5 separate regions of the Mus musculus genome follow, and regions 1, 2, 4 and 5 are each linked to region 3. Evidence: chromatin contacts called from public HiChIP or PLAC-seq and promoter capture Hi-C data. All regions are on one chromosome and are shown on one strand. Each heading gives the region's core, a stretch centred on a gene start, on an enhancer-like site or on the middle of the called end of the contact. The rest is flanking DNA. Distances are from core to core; before and after follow the strand shown. Region 1 has its middle 9.2 kb from the start of Gm23132. Region 2 overlaps Myo18a (myosin XVIIIA). Region 3 holds the start of Slc6a4 (solute carrier family 6 (neurotransmitter transporter, serotonin), member 4). Region 4 has its middle 19 kb from the start of Myo18a. Region 5 holds the start of Trp53i13 (transformation related protein 53 inducible protein 13).

The links. Promoter capture Hi-C pulls out the DNA fragments that hold promoters and counts their contacts. HiChIP or PLAC-seq counts read pairs in DNA pulled down with a chosen protein or histone mark.
Region 1: a promoter capture Hi-C map of trophoblast stem cells shows a contact between it and region 3, with 4 times the contacts expected there. The contact joins the enhancer-like site here to the promoter of Slc6a4 in region 3. A contact is called at or near these places in 13 of 39 promoter capture datasets (the 3T3-L1 cell line, 3T3-L1-derived adipocytes, the C10 cell line and 9 more), 4 of 484 Hi-C or Micro-C datasets (the G1E-ER4 cell line, the HL-1 cell line, the N1E-115 cell line and 1 more), 1 of 115 datasets of contacts at active chromatin or transcription factors (forebrain) and 2 of 9 other capture datasets (embryonic stem cells and liver).
Region 2: a contact with region 3 is called in a promoter capture Hi-C map of stem cell-derived epiblast-like cells, with 2.6 times the contacts expected there. The contact joins the enhancer-like site here to the promoter of Slc6a4 in region 3. A contact is called at or near these places in 6 of 39 promoter capture datasets (3T3-L1-derived adipocytes, the C10 cell line, the HPC-7 cell line and 3 more) and 1 of 9 other capture datasets (embryonic stem cells).
Region 4: a contact with region 3 is called in a promoter capture Hi-C map of the C10 cell line, with 4 times the contacts expected there. The contact joins the enhancer-like site here to the promoter of Slc6a4 in region 3. A contact is called at or near these places in 5 of 39 promoter capture datasets (the 3T3-L1 cell line, 3T3-L1-derived adipocytes, the C10 cell line and 2 more).
Region 5: a contact with region 3 is called in a FOXA1 HiChIP or PLAC-seq map of pancreatic cancer cells. The contact joins the promoter of Trp53i13 here to the promoter of Slc6a4 in region 3. A contact is called at or near these places in 11 of 39 promoter capture datasets (the 3T3-L1 cell line, 3T3-L1-derived adipocytes, the SN4741 cell line and 7 more), 1 of 15 datasets of contacts at CTCF or cohesin (large pre-B cells), 3 of 484 Hi-C or Micro-C datasets (embryonic stem cells and palatal mesenchyme), 9 of 115 datasets of contacts at active chromatin or transcription factors (embryonic basal ganglia, embryonic hindbrain, embryonic midbrain and 6 more) and 1 of 9 other capture datasets (adipose tissue).

What each region holds. Positions count from the first base shown.
Region 1 is chr11:77,647,685-77,651,236 of GRCm38.p6, forward strand. No RefSeq gene overlaps it. Among named protein-coding and RNA genes, the nearest start is that of Gm23132, 9.2 kb to the right of the region's middle. Within about 2 kb of position 1,432, at least 15 of the 459 cell types and tissues checked have an H3K27ac peak or open chromatin away from gene starts, as enhancers often do. A contact at or near this core is called in trophoblast stem cells, where this site is marked.
Region 2 is chr11:77,783,804-77,787,254 of GRCm38.p6, forward strand. The region is part of intron 1 of Myo18a (myosin XVIIIA); the gene reads left to right. It overlaps Gm10277, which reads right to left. Exons shown (of 1, transcript XM_030246464.1): 1 at 1,607-3,451. The coding sequence starts at 2,340. The coding sequence ends at 1,696. Among named protein-coding and RNA genes, the nearest start is that of Gm10277, 3.1 kb to the right of the region's middle. Within about 2 kb of position 1,773, at least 182 of the 459 cell types and tissues checked have an H3K27ac peak or open chromatin away from gene starts, as enhancers often do. A contact at or near this core is called in embryonic stem cells and stem cell-derived epiblast-like cells, where this site is marked.
Region 3 is chr11:76,997,273-77,000,632 of GRCm38.p6, forward strand. It overlaps Slc6a4 (solute carrier family 6 (neurotransmitter transporter, serotonin), member 4), which reads left to right and starts at 1,325. Exons shown (of 14, transcript NM_010484.2): 1 at 1,325-1,403. RefSeq lists promoters at 1-1,375, 797-1,375, 1,031-1,375 and cis regulatory regions at 1-319, 797-1,247, 797-1,030, 1,224-1,231.
Region 4 is chr11:77,755,992-77,759,689 of GRCm38.p6, forward strand. No RefSeq gene overlaps it. Among named protein-coding and RNA genes, the nearest start is that of Myo18a, 19 kb to the right of the region's middle. Within about 2 kb of position 2,315, at least 1 of the 459 cell types and tissues checked has an H3K27ac peak or open chromatin away from gene starts, as enhancers often do.
Region 5 is chr11:77,511,012-77,514,656 of GRCm38.p6, forward strand. It overlaps Trp53i13 (transformation related protein 53 inducible protein 13), which reads right to left and starts at 2,262. Exons shown (of 7, transcript NM_001024920.1): 1 at 2,149-2,262; 2 at 1,886-1,954; 3 at 1,642-1,683. The coding sequence starts at 2,220.

The DNA of each region.
Region 1 (3,552 bases), core at 182-2,681, 650 kb after region 3:
AGATTTGGTTTTAGAGAGATGGTTTCTGTGTAGCCCTGGCTATCCTCAAACTAGCTCTGTAGACTAGGCTAGCCTTGAACTCAGAAATTCACCTGCCTCTGCCTCCCGAGTGCTGGGATTAAAGACATGCACTACCTTTAAAGACAGAAATTCCATTTATGAAAGGCTCCACCCTCAAAAACATAGGAATCTCCCTAAGGCTCCACCTCTCAATGACTCTAGGCATTAGGCTTCAGTGCAAGAATTTAGGAAGATGTATGGATTCAGGCTATTTAGATACAGAGTCTTTAGTTCCTAGATCACCTGGAAACAGAACTGCTTACAGCATTCTTATAGTGGCCATGTGTTTCTAAACTGAAATCTCTGGGAACAATACTATCAGAGACACTGAGGAGAAGCACCGTATTTCTAGGATGGATTTTGGGAAGTACAGTACACTTAGGACATCTTATTGTGTCAAATAAACAAACAAACACACAAACAAATAAATAACTAAGAAAGGTAGTATTCAAGAAACAACAGGAACCCAGTGGTAGTGACACACACCTTTAATTCCAGCACTTGGGAAGCTAGAGCCGGCACATCTCTGAGTTTGAGGCCAGCCTGGTCTACAGAGTGAGTTCCTGAACAGCCAGAGAAATCCTGTCTTGAAAAACCAAAAAAAAAAAAAAAAAAAAAAAAAAAAGAAAAAAGAAAAAGAAAAGAAATGATAGGAATATATTAAAAAGGCCACAGAAGCCAGATGGAAGGACTTAAATCTGGGCAATTAGCACATCAAAGTAAATAATTATAGGGCTGGGAGATGGTTCAGTGGCTAAAGTTCTTGCCATGTAAGCATAAAGACCTGAGTTCAGGGCCAGGCAGTGGCCTGTAATCCCAGTACTTGGGAGGCAGAGGCAGGCAGATTTCTGAGTTTAAGGCCAGCCTGGGCTACAGAGTGAGTTCCAGGACAGCCAGGGATACACAGAGAAACCCAGTCTCAACACTCCCCTCCCCCTCCAAAAAGAAAGACCTGAGTTCAGATCCCCAGAGCCCATGTTACTTTACCTCTTACTGTGATAAAAAAACAAACAAACAAACAAACAAACAAAAAACAAAAAAACAAGGACCAAAAATACCAAGAGAAGCAACAGCAACTTAAGGGCCTAAGAGATGGCTCAGCAGCTAAGAGCACACACTGCTCTTGTCCAGGATCCAAATTTGTTTCCTTTTTTTTCTTTTCTTTTCTTTTTTTTTTCTAATATATTTTACTCAGAACGTAAACACAGATAGAAAGTCTTAATTACTCTAGAGCTATCAATACAAAGAGTTCCAGGGACTTCATGATACTGAGTTTCGAGGAAGAAAGAATGGGCACTAAAGCCCCCAAGCTATCCAAGGCCAGGTGATGACCTCGTCTCCATGAGTCACGTGCACCGTGCGCATCATTTAGGAATTCCAAGTTCGTTTTCTAGAGCTCATGTGGAACTGCTTACAATCATCTGTAACACTGGATCAGAGGATCCAATGCCCTCTTTAAGCACCCAGACATACACTCACAGAGACACATAAATTTTCTATATAAATAAAACATGTTTTTAAAAGAAAATTAAGGGGGGAAAGGTTTTGTTTTGACTCACTATTTTAGAGCCTGGGGTACATAGCTTGGAACAAGAAACCCCATCTCAAAGAAGGTAGAAGGACCAACACCTGAGGTTATCCTCTGAGCTCTGTGAGTGTGCTGTGGTGCTGTGGTGCTGTGGTGTGCTGTAGCATGCTGTAGTGTGCTATGGTGTGTTGTAGTGTGTTGTGTTATACTGTGATGTGCTATAGTGTGCTGTAGTGTGTTGTGGTGTGCTGTGATATGTTGTGCTGTGCTGTAGTGTGTTGTGTTATACTGTGATGTGCTATAGTGTGCTGTAGTGTTTTGTGGTGTGCTGTGTTGCGGTGTGCTGTGCTGTGGTATGCTGTAGTGTGTTGTGTTGTGCTGTGATGTGCTGTGCTGTAGTGTGTTGTGGTATGCTATGGTATGTTGTGCTGTGCTGTAGTGTGCTGTGCTGTGCTGTGCTGTGCTGTGCTGGTCTGTGCTGTGCTGGTCTGTGCTGTGCTGTGCTGTAGTGTGCTATGCTGTGCTGTGCTGTGCTGTGCTGTAATGTGCTGTGCTGTAATGTGCTGTGTGTGCTGTGCTGTAGTGTGCTGTGCTGTGCTGTGCTGTAATGTGCTGTGCTGTGCTGTGCTGTGCTGTGCTGTGCTGTGCTGTAGTGTGCTGTGCTGTGCTGTGCTGTAATGTGCTGTGCTGTGCTGTGCTGTCCTGTGCTGTGCTGTGCTGTGCTGTGCTGTAGTGTGCTGTGCTGTGTGTGCTGTGTGTGCTGTGCTGTGTGTGCTGTGCTGTGTTGTGCTGTGCTGTGTGTGCTGTGCTGTGCTGTAGTGTGCTGTGCTGTGCTGTGCTGTGCTGTGCTGTAGTGTGCTATGCTGTGCTGTGCTATGCTGTAGTGTGCTATGCTGTGCTGTGCTGTGTTGTGCTGTGTGTGCTGTGCTGTGTGTGCTATGCTGTGCTGTGCTGTGCTGTGCTGTGCTGTAGTGTGCTGTGCTGTGCTGTGCTGTGCTGTGCTGTGCTGTAGTGTGCTGTGTGTGCTGTGCTGTGCTGTGCTGTAGTGTGCTGTGCTGTGCTGTGCTGTGCTGTGCTGTGCTGTAGTGTGCTGTGCTGTAGTGTGCTGTGTGTGCTGTGCTGTGTTGTGCTGTGCTGTGCTGTGCTGTGCTGTGCTGACACCTGTTTGTGCCTTCACTTAAGATTATAAAATTATAATAATGCATACTATAAAACAGAAATCCACAAGTCTGTAAAAATAAATCAATAAGCAAATGGGAAGTTGAAAAGACGTTTTTAATTATATGTGTATAAGTGTTTTGTTTGTATGTATATGGCACCAAAGGTGTGCCTGCAGAGGCTGGAGGACATCGGATCGCCTGAAAACCAAGTTATGTGTGGTTTGTGAGCCGCCATGTGTGTGTGCTCTTAACCACTGAGCCATGTCTCAAGCCCCAGGTTTCTGTTTGGTTGGTTGGTTGGTTGTTGTTTTGTTTTGTTTTTTAATAGTGCTAGAGGTAAACTTATGCCTTCACACAGACTAAACAAGTACTCTAGTACCCAGCCACATCTCGAGCTCTAAACAACCAGCTTCTTCTTTTTTTTTTTTTAAGATTTATTTATTTATTCTATGTAAGAACACTGTAGCTGTCTTCAGACACTCCAGAAGAGGGAGTCAGATCTCATTAAGGATGGTTGTGAGCCACCATGTGGTTGCTGGGATTTGAACTCTGGACCTTCTGAAGAGCAGTCGGGTGCTCTTACCCACTGAGCCATCTCACCAGCCCCCCAAAAAACAGCTTCTTTACAGTAAAATATGAATAAATAAATGCAGATAGAATTCCAAGATTTGAAAATCACCATTTGGAAACCATTATAGAAGTAGCTACATCGGCCAAGAAACATCACTAAGACCAGAAGCTGAGAACTGGATAAAGAACAGGCTATTTACATAGTTTTATTTTTTTTTTTTTTTTGGGTTTTTT
Region 2 (3,451 bases), core at 523-3,022, 790 kb after region 3:
GCCCTAGGCATCAGGAAAGTCTGTGGGCACCTACTGTGTCAGACAGGCTCTGTGGAGGAGTGCCATTTTCATGGTTTCCCTGCCCCCTGCTGTGCAGTTTCAGGGGGACAGGCACTTCCAGCTCCCGGATGGTGGTTGGCAGCAGCCTAGGATCTGTTAACTACAGAGGACGTTGTCAGCACAGCTTATTTTTCAGTTGGTTGGAGTTCGGTTGGGGGACGATTTCCTTAGACCCGGCTCACTGTGAGTCCCTTATTCTCACGCCAGAGGCCCCTCAGCATCAGGGTGTGGCTGTCTGCCCTGCTAACTCAGCTTCCCTTCGATTTGTGTAGACTCTGGCTTCTCTATGGTGCCCAGTCCAGTGTGGGCATGGGGGCAGATGTACCACCTAGTGGTGATTACTGGATCTAGATAAGATTCCCCTGAACCGATAAGGCGTGGGAAACAGCATGAGAAAAAAATGACAGGTGAGGCCATCAACTTCACTTGTAAACCCATGGCAGACCTCAGCCCTCTGAGGTCCCCAAGCCTAGAAACCTCTTCATCCCCTGTTTTCCTGCCGGGAAGGAAGGGGAAGCTAGGGGTGGCAGTCTTATCCTGAGACGGGCGTGACTGTGACTCTCAGAGAGTCAGCTGGAGGAAGTGAACAGCAGGCGGCAACAGCCAGTCTTCAGTGCGACTGGATGGACAGGGTAGAAGAAGGGTAGCTGAGGAAGCTTCCGGAAGGGCTGAAACAGCTGCCTTGGCAGGTTAGGGTGTGGCTCCCCCAGGATGGGAGAGGAAGACTGTGTTGTCCCTTACACAGCTTCCCTGCCAGACCCTAGATCTCGGAGGCACGGGTATAGCCTTCCCCACACATCCTCTCGTACTGTCTTTAGAATTTATGGTGGCACAGTCATTGCAGTATCGCCGGTGATATTGGCAAGCCCTGCTGCATTGCACAGGGCTGTGTGCCATTATTCTTCTGTATGCATTGTGAGAGAAACTGAAGAAGTAAGGCCAGTGGAGGGCCCGGCAGGAAGGTGTCCAGCCCTGAGGTTCTCACTGGTTCCTCATATGGAATTCTGGGGGCCTCCTCTTGTCCACAGTGCTTTTCCCTGCATACCACATGCACACATGCATATTCCCCAAAGTCTGAATGTCACTTCCTCAGGAAAGCCGTCGCTGATCCTCTCAGACCGTGCCTGTGTCCACCTTAGCAAGAGGCATCCTTCTCCCTCACAGCATCCGTTGCTACCCTTGGAGCACCCATCCTTCACAGCATCCGTTGGAACTTGGTTAGTTATCTGGGTGTTTCTCTCTCCCGAGCAGCAGGAGGAGGCCAGCGTTGGGGGAGTGGTGGGGCCTGTGCCGGTATTTGTGAATGATAAGATGGTTCTTTAGCCAGAGACTGGTTTCCCATTCTCTTGTTTGGTATTCTTTGTGTAGCTAAGGTTTGGTTGATAGAACCCTCCTCCTTTGCTGGTTCTAGTGACCTGTCCGCAGTAAGTTGCTGCTCTTGCCGGAACTCACCAACTATCTCCTATGTGTTTAGGACTTGGCATCTCTCATAATATAGGAGAATGAGGTTCTGCAGGTGTCCGGAGCAGGATCCTGGGTAGGAAGAGACCCAGTTGCTGCCTCTTCAGGGGCATCCCCATGAGCCACTGGAGATTTAGGTTACAAGGGAGCCTACAATGTCCGGTCCAGGAGACCCTAGTGGAATGTGCCTATCTGGCTGTCTGCAGGTCTCTGAGGGGTTGGAATGCGGCCTGGGCTGCAGGCTTCCTCTTCCCTCCTGCTGTTTTCCCTAGGCTGCCTCCGTGCTGGAATGTCGGCAGCCTGGGAAGGTTCTTGGTAAGGACCTCTTCCAGTCTCAGCAACAAATTCCAGCTGGGGCCTGGGGACAGCTCCCACATGGGTACGGAGGCCCCCAGAGAGGGCAACAGGAGCACCAGGCCTGTGGGAACTGCTATACTCTTGGATCTCAGGCTGGTAGACTTTCAGCCCTGACAAGCCGATCTGGAGATCTCTCCTTCCCTTGGCCAGGTCCCGAGGAACCTGAACTGAAGAAGTCAGGAGTGGAAAGAGGAAGCCAGAGGAGAGAGGAGGCTGGCCCTTTCCCACAAGGCCTTGCCTTGTCCAGCCCTGACATGAAACAGGAAGGGGAGTAGCCTCAGATTCCATCCTCAGGTGGGGCCTGCCTACCAGCACCAGGTTCTCTGTCCCACTGCCCCCCCTCACAGCAGGAGGTGACTCTCCTGAGTTTGTCAACCATATCTGTCTGCTCAACATTTCCAGGGCCTGGTTCCTTTCTTGGTGACCTTTGCAGCTCCTGTGCCCTTTGTCCCCTGATCTCATTTCTTCTCCCTCCCATTCCCATTTCTGTAAGGAGCTGACTCACTTCCTCCTCTAACGCCACTTCACTGCCAGGCCCTGTGGCAAACAGGGTGTATGTGGGGAGGGAGATCTCACCCAGGCCACAGCAGTGGGTCTTGGAGGCCATCCTAGGCGCTGGAGGAGGGGGTGGGGAGGAGAGATGGCTGCAGGCCACAGGGAACCCCCCAGCCATTGTGCAGTCTGGACAGGCGTCAGGGAGCACCTGCTTGGGCCACACTGTGTTTGGGGAGGAGACTGACAGTCCTATGAGGAAGGAGGCCGTGCTTTCAGTAGAACTATAGGCTCCCATAGAAAGCTAGCTCTCAGCCCTGGGTGGCATGGGCTAGAGGCCAAGTGGTGACAGCACTGTCAGGCAGCTTGAGAACGTCATGACCCTTTGTGACACCCAGTCTCATGCACAGACCCATCACATTGAATGGACAGTATTTGGAGGTTTAAATAGAACCTTCTAGAGGCCCAGCAAGAAACAAAGGTTTGATATTGTCTCCTGTGTAGGTTCTTGCCGGTGGAGCGCTGCCTCCTGCCTCCCTCTTTAATGAACTGGCTTGATTGTAGAATTGACGGCAGAAGCCCAGTCCCGGCTGGCGTTGTCTTCTGCCTCGCTCCCTTGGGCTCTCCAGGCTGTAACAGCCTAAAGCTCAACACTCCAGGCTCTGGAGGGGACCCAGCTCATGCGGAGCCTGGCATACATAGCCTTTCATCCTTCTGAGAAGATGCCTCAGTTACCTAGGGTGAACACAGGCGGGGACCAAGTCCCCACTCATTTGGGCATGTATTGAGGTTAAAAAGAAAAGAAGTAACCGGGCGTGGTGGCGCATGCCTTTAATCCCAGCACTCGGGAGGCAGAGGCAGGTGGATTTCTGAGTTTGAGGCCAGCCTGGTTTACAAAGTGAGTTCCAGGACAGCCAGGGCTATATAGAGAAACCCTGTCTCGAAAAACCAAAAAAAGAAAAGAAAAGAAAAGAAGAGAAAAGAAGAGAAAAGAAGTGGGAATTGGAAAGATGGCTCAGTGGGTAAACGGATAGAGGACTTTAGTTTTGATCAGTGTAAGTACATAAAAAGCCACATGTAT
Region 3 (3,360 bases), core at 75-2,574:
GCACAGGAGTTACAGGCACGGAAGGGAGACAGCAGACACGTGTGTTCATTGAAAGGGAGGGGCCCAGTGAGGACCCTGGGACCCTGGGGTTCTCCGGGTCATGGAATGGCCAGGCCTGCCTAAGGTCAGCTCCCCCAGCCAGTCCGCTCCCCCACATCGCTAGGGCCGCTCCTTGCATTCCCGGCCCTGGAGCCTAGGTGGCACCAAAGCCTCGTACTGGTGATCCCTGCGGCCGGGAACCGCCCACACCTGCGGACAGTGAACCAACCAGCCCTTCCTGGTGCCAGCGCAGCCCAGCTGCGGCTTCTGATGTCTGGGCTCGAGCCCCTCTGGAACAAAGGGGCGCCGGGGCTTTCTCGCAGACACCGAACTCGCCATTACTACCTCTTTTCTAGCTCTCCCTCACTCGCTTGGCCGGATGAGAAGAGACAGGCTGGCCGGCCCGGGTCCTGACTTCTCTGCCTCAGACACAGTCCAAAATAAGTAACATATCTGCTCTTTAAAAAAAAAAAAAAAAAAGCTCCCGTAATTTTGGTGAAAAAAAGAATGTGATAACATTAAATTCATTTTTAAGCTGTGTGTGTGTGTGCGTGTGCGTGTGCGTGTGTGTGTGTGTGTGTGAACAAAACAATCTATATAGACTTGAAAACAGTGCTCCTGTCGAAATACTGAGCGGCTTGAAAGGCTGGTAGTTTGTCCAGTGCCCAACCCCACAGGCACAGGCGGGTCCGCGGACCAACACCGATGTTCTCTGCAAAATTTTCCTCCTGTGGCTAAGTAGCACTCTCAGATCCTCCCGGGGGTGCTTATTGTAGGCTGCTATCGGGATGGGGAGGTTCCCGACTAAGCTCGCATTCCACCTAGAGAACCCAGACAAAGTCAGGAGTCCTTGGAAAGACGGTCCGCAATCGGCTGTGGTCAAGAAAGAATGCTCTTAGGGAGTGACACGGAGCAGGACCTTAACGTAATTTAGGGCAGATTTGGTAAGGGCAGAAGTGAACCTCGTTTTGTACAGCATCCTCCAGCCACACTAGTCCAAAAGCAGAAGAGTCAGATCCTTCGCCCTGCCCTGCCCTGCCCGGCCCTGCGCCCTGGCTGCTGTATGTGCAGGAATGAGTGGGGGGCTCTGCCGCCCTCCCACCGGACAGGGAGCGTGGACCCCGCCCCTCCCCCCCCCCCCTCCAGCTGCGGTAGCAGAGAAACAAAGTTCTTCGGTCTCAAAGTGACGCAAAAATTCTTGCGGAGCTCTTTGGCGGCGGCTATCTAGAGATCAGACCATGTGAGGGGCCGCAAGTACAAATAGCGCGGCGGGCGGCGCCACTCCAGCGGCCGCGCCGGTGCCTCGAGGGCGCGAGGGTCGAGCCGCCTCCGCAGCCCGGGACCCGCCGCCGCGCCTCCCGCAGGTGGGTCGCTTTCCCTTTCTTCTTATTCTTTTTTTCTCTCTTTTTTTTCTTTTCTTTTTTGTCTCTAACCCACGCTTCTTTCTAGAAGCCCTCGGTCCCCGCGCTTGACTGCCTGGATTTCGGGTGCCTTTGTCTGCACCGCGCAGGGTCCTTTCGAGGGACCCGATGGAAACCCTGGAGACCCAGAGCTGGCCCAGCGCAGCCTCGCTTTTTGGCAAAAGTTGCTGTAGTTTCCAGCCGTGATTCCGTGCTTGGGCTTTACTTTTGAGACAAGGGCTGGTAGGTGGCTTTATGCAAAGACGCTGGCAGACACAAATGCCCAAATAACCAGAGAAACCTTTGAGAGACACTTAAGAGGGTCAAGCCTCTCTCTGTGCGCTCGAATGGTCTCACTGCGGAGCGCGAGCCGACTCAGACAGCTCACAGGCCATTCAGAATTTATGGAAGTACCAGTGGGCTGTGCTATACTAAAGTGTGTAACCAACAGTTGCTGGAGGCGGGGGTGTTTCTAAAAGGCTGGTTGGTGGCCCGAGATTTTTTTTTTTTCGCGTTTGTGTGTGTGTTGCATATTGAATTATTCTTTTTAGTTAAGAGTGCTCAAGAATTTGAAGGGTGTGTATGTATTTTTATGATCATTTTTTTTTGTCCAGAAAAAATGAACCAGGTCAATGGATTATTTATGGACCTGCTAGCTCTCATCGTAGTAAGGGGAGAAATCAAATATTTAATGTGTTTTCAGTTACATGGGAAACATGTCTGAGAAAACAACAACACTGGGGTTTGTTTAAAAGTAATAGAGAGCCAAGACAGCGTTGGAGGCTGTTGGATGGACATGGAGGGGGAAACAGCTCTGACTATGGCCCTTCACTTTTTCGTGGAGCTGTGGATAGCTTCCTTCTCCCACCCTGGTCCCCAGCGAGAGGTACTGCTCCAGAAAAGGCTGATGGGCGGGTTCTTCTGCAGTGCAGGCAATATCTTACTTGTTTTGGGCAGCTGTGAGGCTTGAATCCAGGGTCTTTTGTACCCGGAGCAGACATCGTACCACTAAGCTACATGAAAAGTAGGGACCTAGCCTGGCAGTTAATCTCTGAAATCTCCTGGGTTGGAGCCTTGTAGAGACTTTGCATGGTAAGAAGAGAGAAAGAAAGACTGACTCTGCCCTGTGTGCTAAGGCATACTTGTACTGTTCAGGCGTTCAAGGTTGTCTTCAGCTTCTTAGCTAAGTCAAGGCTAGCTTACACAAGACCCATTTCCAAAGCAAAACAAAGCCGACCACCCCCAAGCAGCTTGTTCATTTGGGTATGGAGCTTTCCTTACTAAGCCTGAACAAGAGCAAGCTGAAACTCCTCCTCAGTAAACCTGGGATTCATGACACTCGGTTGGCCACATTTCAGAGTGGGAATTCCCAGCCTGGGCACTCAAGACTCAAGTCTGTTTCAGTTTCCAGTTAAAGAAAAAAAAAACCATATTATATATTTCTATATGGATGATATGTAACAAATATATATCCCCAGGGTGAAAAGGGGGATATATTAATATCTTAATGGAATCCACGATGTTTTGGGAAATTTTAGAATCCTATGAGCATTTTGATGGAACTTGGATTGGGGAGCAGTGTGTGTGTGGGGTGCATGTGGAAGAATTTCCCTGATGGGTGGTGACTGTGGAGTTTAGGGACATGGGTTGGGCTCTGTGGCAGGCTTACAAAATACTCTGGGTGCCCACACCCAAGAGAAACACGGGTAGTTCTGGAAATAAAGCCAGTTCACAGCCATCTCTAGGTTGTACTTGCTGAGTAGCACCGTTTGGACACACAAGGCAGTCGGAGGAAGCTGAGTTTTACTTTGGATTACTGCTTTGACAGACTTAATTCTTAAAATGCCAATGGCCAGGTGGGTTATTGTGCAGTCATTTCATGCTGGGAAGGCAAATAGGGCGTTAGCTGTTTTCAGTAACA
Region 4 (3,698 bases), core at 1,065-3,564, 760 kb after region 3:
AGCATCAAATTTGAAAGCCACTGTGGCCTTTAATGTAATTGGCTGGTGCTGAGAGTCATATCATAAACTTAACTTCTGCTCCCCTCTGCATTGGTGGTCATTAGGCAGGGGGTGGGCTTGTAACCTGGGGGGGGGTGCAGGTTTGTTGGAGGAATAACCTGGAGACACTGGTCTTGTTGAGGGTGTAACCTGGAAACTCTGGTCTTGTTGGGGATTAGCCTAGAGATTGAAGCTAGGCTCAGGTTTTGTTGGGGGGCAAACTTGGAAACTAATGTTAGGTACCAGTCTATTAGTTTACCTGAGTTCAAACTTAGGTCAGGTTCTCTAAAATGGAGTATGAACTTAAAAAGCTTTGGCATCTCAGTATAACAACATACTGGATTCTTGGACCTTCCATTGTAGGTAGCCATTATTGGTCTCTTTGGACCAAAGCCTGGAAGCTAGTATAATAAAGTGTGTATGTGTGTGTGTTCTTTCTTTCTTTCTTTCTTTTTTTTTTTTAAGATTTATTTATTTATTTATTTATTTATTTATTATATGTAAGTACACTGTAGCTGTCTTCAGACACTCTAGAAGAGGGAGTCAGATGGTTGTGAGCCACCATGTGGTTGCTGGGATTTGAACTCCGGACCTTTGGAAGAGCAGTCGGGTGCTTTTACCCACTGAGCCATCTCACCAGCCCGTGTTCTTTCTTTCTATTATATCTGGTCCTCTGGACAACCACGGCTACTAGGCTAGTTTTTTGTTTGTTTGTCTGTTTTCTTAAGATTTATTTATTTATTTTATGTATATGAGTACATATACTCACTGCTGAGCCATCTCTCCAGCCCCCACCAAGCTACTTCTTTACTGCCAGCATCCTTTGCAGCCTGTGCCAACTGAAACCATGATTGAACTTTGTCTACCCTCTCCTGCTGCACTCTGAGTAAGGACTGGGCTTCAGCTGTCTCCATTCTGGTCAGTGCCCAAGGCAAGGCAGGCCCTAAGGGTGTTGTTCTCCAGGCTTGCAGCCCACAGTATAAGAAGGGACCCAGCTGTGACCAGGCATCACCATTATCTTAGTCAGGGTTTCTATGGCTTCGATGAAACACCATGACCAAAACCAAGTTGGGGAGGCAAAGGTTTATTTGGCTTATACTTCCACAATTGAAGTCCATCACTGAAGGAAGTCAGGACAGGAACTCAAACAGGGCAAAATCTTGGAGGCAGGAGCTGATGCAGAGGCCATGGAAGAGTGCTTCTTACTGGCTTGCTCACCTTGCTTTCTTATAGAACTCAGGACCTCCAGCCCATGGATGGCACCACCCATAATGGGCTGACTACCATCCGTTGTCAATCATTAATTAAGAAAATTAATTAGGGGCTGGCGAGATGGTTCAGTGGTTAAGAGCACCGACTGCTCTTCTGAAGGTCCTGAGTTCAAATCCCAGCAACCACATGGTGGCTCACAACCATCTGTAATGAGATCTGATGCCCTCTTCTGGTGTGTCTGAAGACAGCTACAGTGTGACTTACATATAACAATAAATAAATCTTTAAAAAAAAAAAAGAAAATTAATTAGATCCCCACAGCTGGATCTTAGGGAGGCATTTTCTCAATTGAGATTCCCTCCTTTCAGATGACTCTAGCTTGTGTCAAGTTGGCATAGAACTATCCAGAACAACCATCCAGGGAGACATCCTGGCATCTTGTTTATCCTTGAAAGTAGGGAATGTGGAGTGTACGCATTAAATCCGGATCGTTCCTCCTGAGGGTGCTACCTCAGCAGAGATAGTGATACAAGGGACCTGTAGTGCTGGGGAGAGGGCCCGGTCAGTCAAGTGCTTGTTACAAACACGAGAACCTGAGTCTAATCCCAGCCCCCAGGGAAAAGCTGGGTGTGGTGGCATGTGCTTCTAACTCCAGGGTTGGAGAAGCAGAGATGGGGAGATTTCCTGAAGCTCTCCACAGCCAGTCTATTGCACTCATGTTTCTCGGGGTTCAAAAAGAGTCCTTGCCGGGCAGTGGTGGCGCACACCTTTAATCCCAGCACTTGGGAGGCAAAGGCAGGCGAATTTCTGAGTTCAAGGCCAGCCTGGTCTACAGAGTGAGTTCCAGGACAGCCAGGGCTACACAAAGAAACCCTGTCTTGAAAAACAAAACAAAACAAAACAAAACAAAAGAAAAAAAATTAGTTCTTGTCTCCAAAAGCAAGGTGGAGGAGGGCGATTGAGGAAGACACCTGACACTAACCTCTAGCCTGCACACCTGCCCACACTGACTGGCTGTATTGCCTTAGGTATCTGGCATTTGGGGAACACTCTCCCCAAGTGTAAAAGGAATTTCACAATGCTACTGTTGCAAAGATTAAATAAAGGAAGGCAAGTACCAGGTGCACACACTCCTCAGGAGGCCGGAGAAGCTGGAGGGGGTCCCATGGGAGTGCCCGGCTAGCCCGCGTGAGGCTCTTAGGTGCCAGATGCCCTCTTTCTGGGAAGCCCCTGCCCTACCCTTTTGTCTCCTGGCCCTTTTTTTCCCCCCTCTGAGGCCCCAGGTCTGGTCCACTTCATAACTAGTCACACATGGTCCTGTGACTTACCCCTGTTGTGGTCTTGAACAGTTCAGCCTGTCCTGAGGAGCTGCTGTGAGTCACGTCAGGTCAGCCTATCCCGCTGGGTTGCTTGCGCTCGGGGTCTCCAACTGGGCAATTCATCTGAGTCTGTAGGAGGGGTAGGACCAGGGGCGTGGTAAGAGTGTGTCTTGCAGGGGATACATGGATTAGGGGCTCAGCTCATTATGCTAATTTAATTAATTACAGCCAATTTAGATGCCACATCAGAGTGGCACATGCCTGTAACCCCAGCATGGGGAGGTGGCCATGGGAGGATAAGAACATAGATCAAGGCCATCCTCAGTTATGGTGAATTTGAGGCTGGCCTGGGCTATATGTAATTCTGTCTCAAAAGTAAACGTGGGCTGGAAAGATAGCTCAGTGGTTAAGAATACTGGCCATACCTCAACCTAAGTCAAGTTTCTAGCATCCACGTAGGGCAGCTTCCAACTGACTGTAACTCCAGCTCCAAAGGACCCAACACCCACACACATATGGCATATGCTCATGCAGATACATACACATGCACATAAATAAAATGAAATCTTAGATTAGGTGGTGGTGGCGGCGGAGGCGCACGCCTTTAATCCCAGTACTCAGGAAGCAGAGGAAGACAGATCTTTGAGTTCGAGGCCAGCCTGGTCTACAGAGTGAGTTCCAGGTCAGCCAGGACTACCCAGACAAAGCCTGTCTCAAAAAAACCAAACCAATCAGCCAACCAAATAAATAAAAATAAATCTTATGAAAACATCCCCCCGCCCCCACCTGACTCTAAGCAAACAAGCAAATGGTAACTACTGAAGTTGAGACAGGAACCTACAGGTTTAGGTTTGTCATATTACTTTGCTTACATTTGTATTTTTCTAAATATTCCCAAACAAAACGTTTTTGTGTTTTATTTTCAAGTCAGGGTCTCACTATGTATCCCGGGTTGGCTTGCAACCTCATATGGAGACAAAGCTGGACTTGTGATCTTAGAGATCAGCCTGCCTTTGTCTCCCAAATGCTAGCTTAAGGAGTTATACCACAACACCCAGCTTTTTTATTTGTGTGTGTGTGTGTGTTAGCTAGGTTAGTGTCTTATTCAGCTGGCTTTGAACTTGCAAC
Region 5 (3,645 bases), core at 1,012-3,511, 510 kb after region 3:
CAGATCCTGATAGGCTGGGAGTAGAAAATAAACCAGAGGGCTGGTGAGATGGCTCAGCGGTTAAGAGCACTGACTGCTCTTCCAAAGGTCCCGAGTTCAAATCCCAGCAACCACATGGTGGCTCACAACCATCCGTAATGAGATCTGACACCCTCTTCTGGTGTGTCTGAAGACAACTACAGTGTACTTACATATAATAAATAAGTAAATCTTTAAAAAGAAAAGAAAAGAAAAGAAAAGAAAAGAAACCAGAGAAAAGAAGGTAGGTATCTCAGAGGAAATGAGCCTGGATTCACATGTGTGGTGAGGGCCTGTGATGCTGGAGAAAAACGAATCAAGAAATCAGATGAAGATAATGCAAGTCTTAAGTCAGACAGGGGAAATCAGCCATAACAGGTGGATTGTAAACATAACTAAAAATAAATAAGTCATAAAGTCAGATGGATTCTGAACAATGAAATAACTTAAACAGAAGGATTACATGCAACAAAGAGACAGCCACGTCCGGTGGTGTACCTGCTGTAATCCTAGCCCTTCAACGGGCAGGAAGATCAGAGCTTTAAGGCCATTCTTGGAGGGGGCTGGAGAGATGGCTCAGCGGTTAAGAGCTCAATCCCAGCAACCACATGGTGGTAATGAGATCTGACACCCTCTTCTGGAGTGTCTTACATACACTACAGTGTACTTACATATAATGATAAATAAATCTTAAAAAAAAAAAAAGGAACACAGTAAAAATAAAATAAAATAAATAAGACCATTCTTGGCTATAGAAGAAGGTTGAAACCAGTTTGGGCTACATGAGACCCTGTGTCAGAGAGAGGTGGAGGGCTGGAGACACAGCTCAGTGGTTAAGAGCTTTTGCTCCTCTTCCAGAGGCTCAGTTCCCAGTACTCAAATGACAGCTCACAACCTATATCTCCAGATCCATCTCTTCTGAATATACAAACACACAGGCCTCAGGCAGTGGCACAGGGTTTTAATCCCAGTACTCTGGAGGCAAAGGCAAGTGGATGTCTGTGAGTTCAAGGCCAGCCAGGTCTACTGTAGTGTATGTAGAGTGAGTTCCAAGACAGTCAATGCTACATGAAGAAGTGCTATCTTAAAAAAAAAAATCAAAAAACCAAAACTAACCAAAGTTAAAAACAACAACAACAAAAAATACCCCACAGGCAAAATTCATACCCATAAAATAAATATAAACAATTTTTAAAAAGAGCATTCATTAAAAATTGAACTGTTTACAACACATTAAAGCACACATTGCTAACATGATATAGTGTTTTGCAATCCAAGCACTATTCACTCACTTCTCAAAGCTGAAGGGACAGAATGCCATCTCTTGCAGAAGAAAATCAGAGCCAAGAAAGACAAGAGAATCCAAATCACACCAGCATTGGGATATAGGTTGTTTTTGCTACCTTCAGAGTAACTTGGAGTTACTTGCCATGCATCTAGCTACTCAACAGAACCCCTGACCCCACACTACCCATCTGCCCTGGGACTGGCAAGTGGAAGCCTCACCTCTTTCTACACAAAGTGGTAAGGAATGGACTGAGAGCCAAGATAGATAGAGGTAACCTGCGAGGCACAGTCTGCCTCCAGGGAAGGCTCCCAAGATGGGCTACTGGTTGTACTTACCTGTCCTTGGCTCACCTGTGTGTAAGTCACTCTTGGTAACACCTACACATGAGAAAAGAAGAGAGCAGCTGGGGACTTCGTGTTGGGTGTGAAGAAGGGGACAACCAGCCCCAAGCCCTGGGCTGAGATGAAGACGCTGGAGACTGAGGGCAGGAGAAACCACAGATGTCCCAATCGGGCGACCACCGAGGGTGCAGCGAGGCCGTTCAAACCCTTCTCGTCCTCGGCCCTACAGGGTTCCTACCTGTGGAGGCACAGGCCACAGGCCTTCAGGACAAGGGGTTCCTGCCTCCTCCGCCGGCTCAGCCACCACCTGTGGGTCCAAGGCGAAGAGCTGGGCGTTGGCCTCTGCGAGGGCCCCGCCCTTTCGGTTCTAGGAGTAGAGGCGCGGACGGATGGAGGGGCCTCCGAATCCCCTCGCGCGCGCCACTCTTTCCAGGACAAAGTTGAAGCAAAGCGCTTTGAGATTCCCCCGGCCAAGACCTTACCCGGAGCCGGTCGCCTTACCTCGCGAAGGCTCAGGAGCCCCACCAGGGCTACCAGAAGCAACCGGGGCGGAGGTGGAGGAGGATGAACCATTTCAGCTGGGCCAGCAGTCCCGCCAACCAACTAGCTGCAGCGCCACTCGCTCGCGCGCGCCCGCGACCCCGCGCCGCTCGCGCGCCCACGTAGACCGCGGCTCGCGCACTGCCTTGCTCCCTCCTCGCCCGGCCTCGTGCCCCGCCCCCCCTACCGCCAGGCCCGCCCCCGCCCCGCCCCGCCTCGCCTACCGCCAGGCCCGCCCCCGCCCCGCCCCGCCTACCGCCAGGCCCGCCCCTGCCCGCCTCCAGGCCGGCGCACGCGTCCTGAACCCAAAGCCGGAAAAGTTAGTCGCCAAGGATCTCCTGGTCTCCAAGCCCATGGAACCACCTCCCTCGGCCGAGATGCGTCCCGGAGCGTTTGTGCGACCATCAGAGCGCAACTGTATCGCCTGAGTAGAATCTTGGAACCCCGCAAAGGGCAGGAAGTGAGATCCTTAAGGACCGGGTGACCCAGGTGGAGACTTGTGTGCTCTTTTGGCAAACCCGCTCAACACGGAATTATGAAATCCTAGCTGTCCCAGAGAGAAGGTCCCGGCTCTAGCGCTTCACCTTCACGTTGCTCCAGTCCTGCTCTCGCTAATAATAAGAACTGAGCCCCGAGCTGTTTTGGGAGGGTCTTAGGCCCAGAAGCCTTAAGAAGCCAGAGCTTTCTTGATTCCCGCTCTCCTTTGCCCAAGGAAACACTGGTCCGAGGAGCTACAGTGCTCAGCTCGGCCTCCCTTGCAAGGGAGCGCTGCAAAGGAAATCCAGCTAAGGATTGACGCCCAATCAAAAGTTTGAAACAGGCCTGCGAGATGGCTCAGTGGGAAACGGTGCTGGCCGCCAGCCTGACGACCAGAGTTTAATCTGTGGACCTAAGTGATTGAAGGAGGGACCTGATTCCCACAGATTGTCCTCTGACCTAGACACACACACATACACACACCCCTAAACAAATCTTTTTAGGTTTGAAATACATCAAAAAATAGTTATTTCAGGCCTCTCCCATGTGCCCGGACTTATTTCACCCACCCCTGCAGAAATGACCAGATGTTGATCTGACCTAAAGAACCACACTTCTCTCTACCAAAGCCCCACCGCGGGGCTAAGCATCCCTTAATCCTCTCCCTCAACATATTCGGCCAGACTCGAGCCTCTTTCCTTTCCTACAGTCCTTCTTGATAAGTAGTGGAGACGCCTAACTCTTGGAAAGCGTCCTTGGGGGTGGGCTGGGAAGGCCACAAGTGTCTACCGGCTAGTGCCCGGATGCCCTCCAGAGAAACGACAGCCACCTCCCTCAAACTCGTGGTCAGGGTCAGATGCTTCAGTCTGCCTCTGGCCAGGTGCAGAGTCCCAGCCCTACTGAGTTATCGCCCAGTTGCTGGTCCTGGCTGGGCGGCAGGGCCAGGCGAAGGAGAGAGAGATAACACGTCTCTAGCTGCAA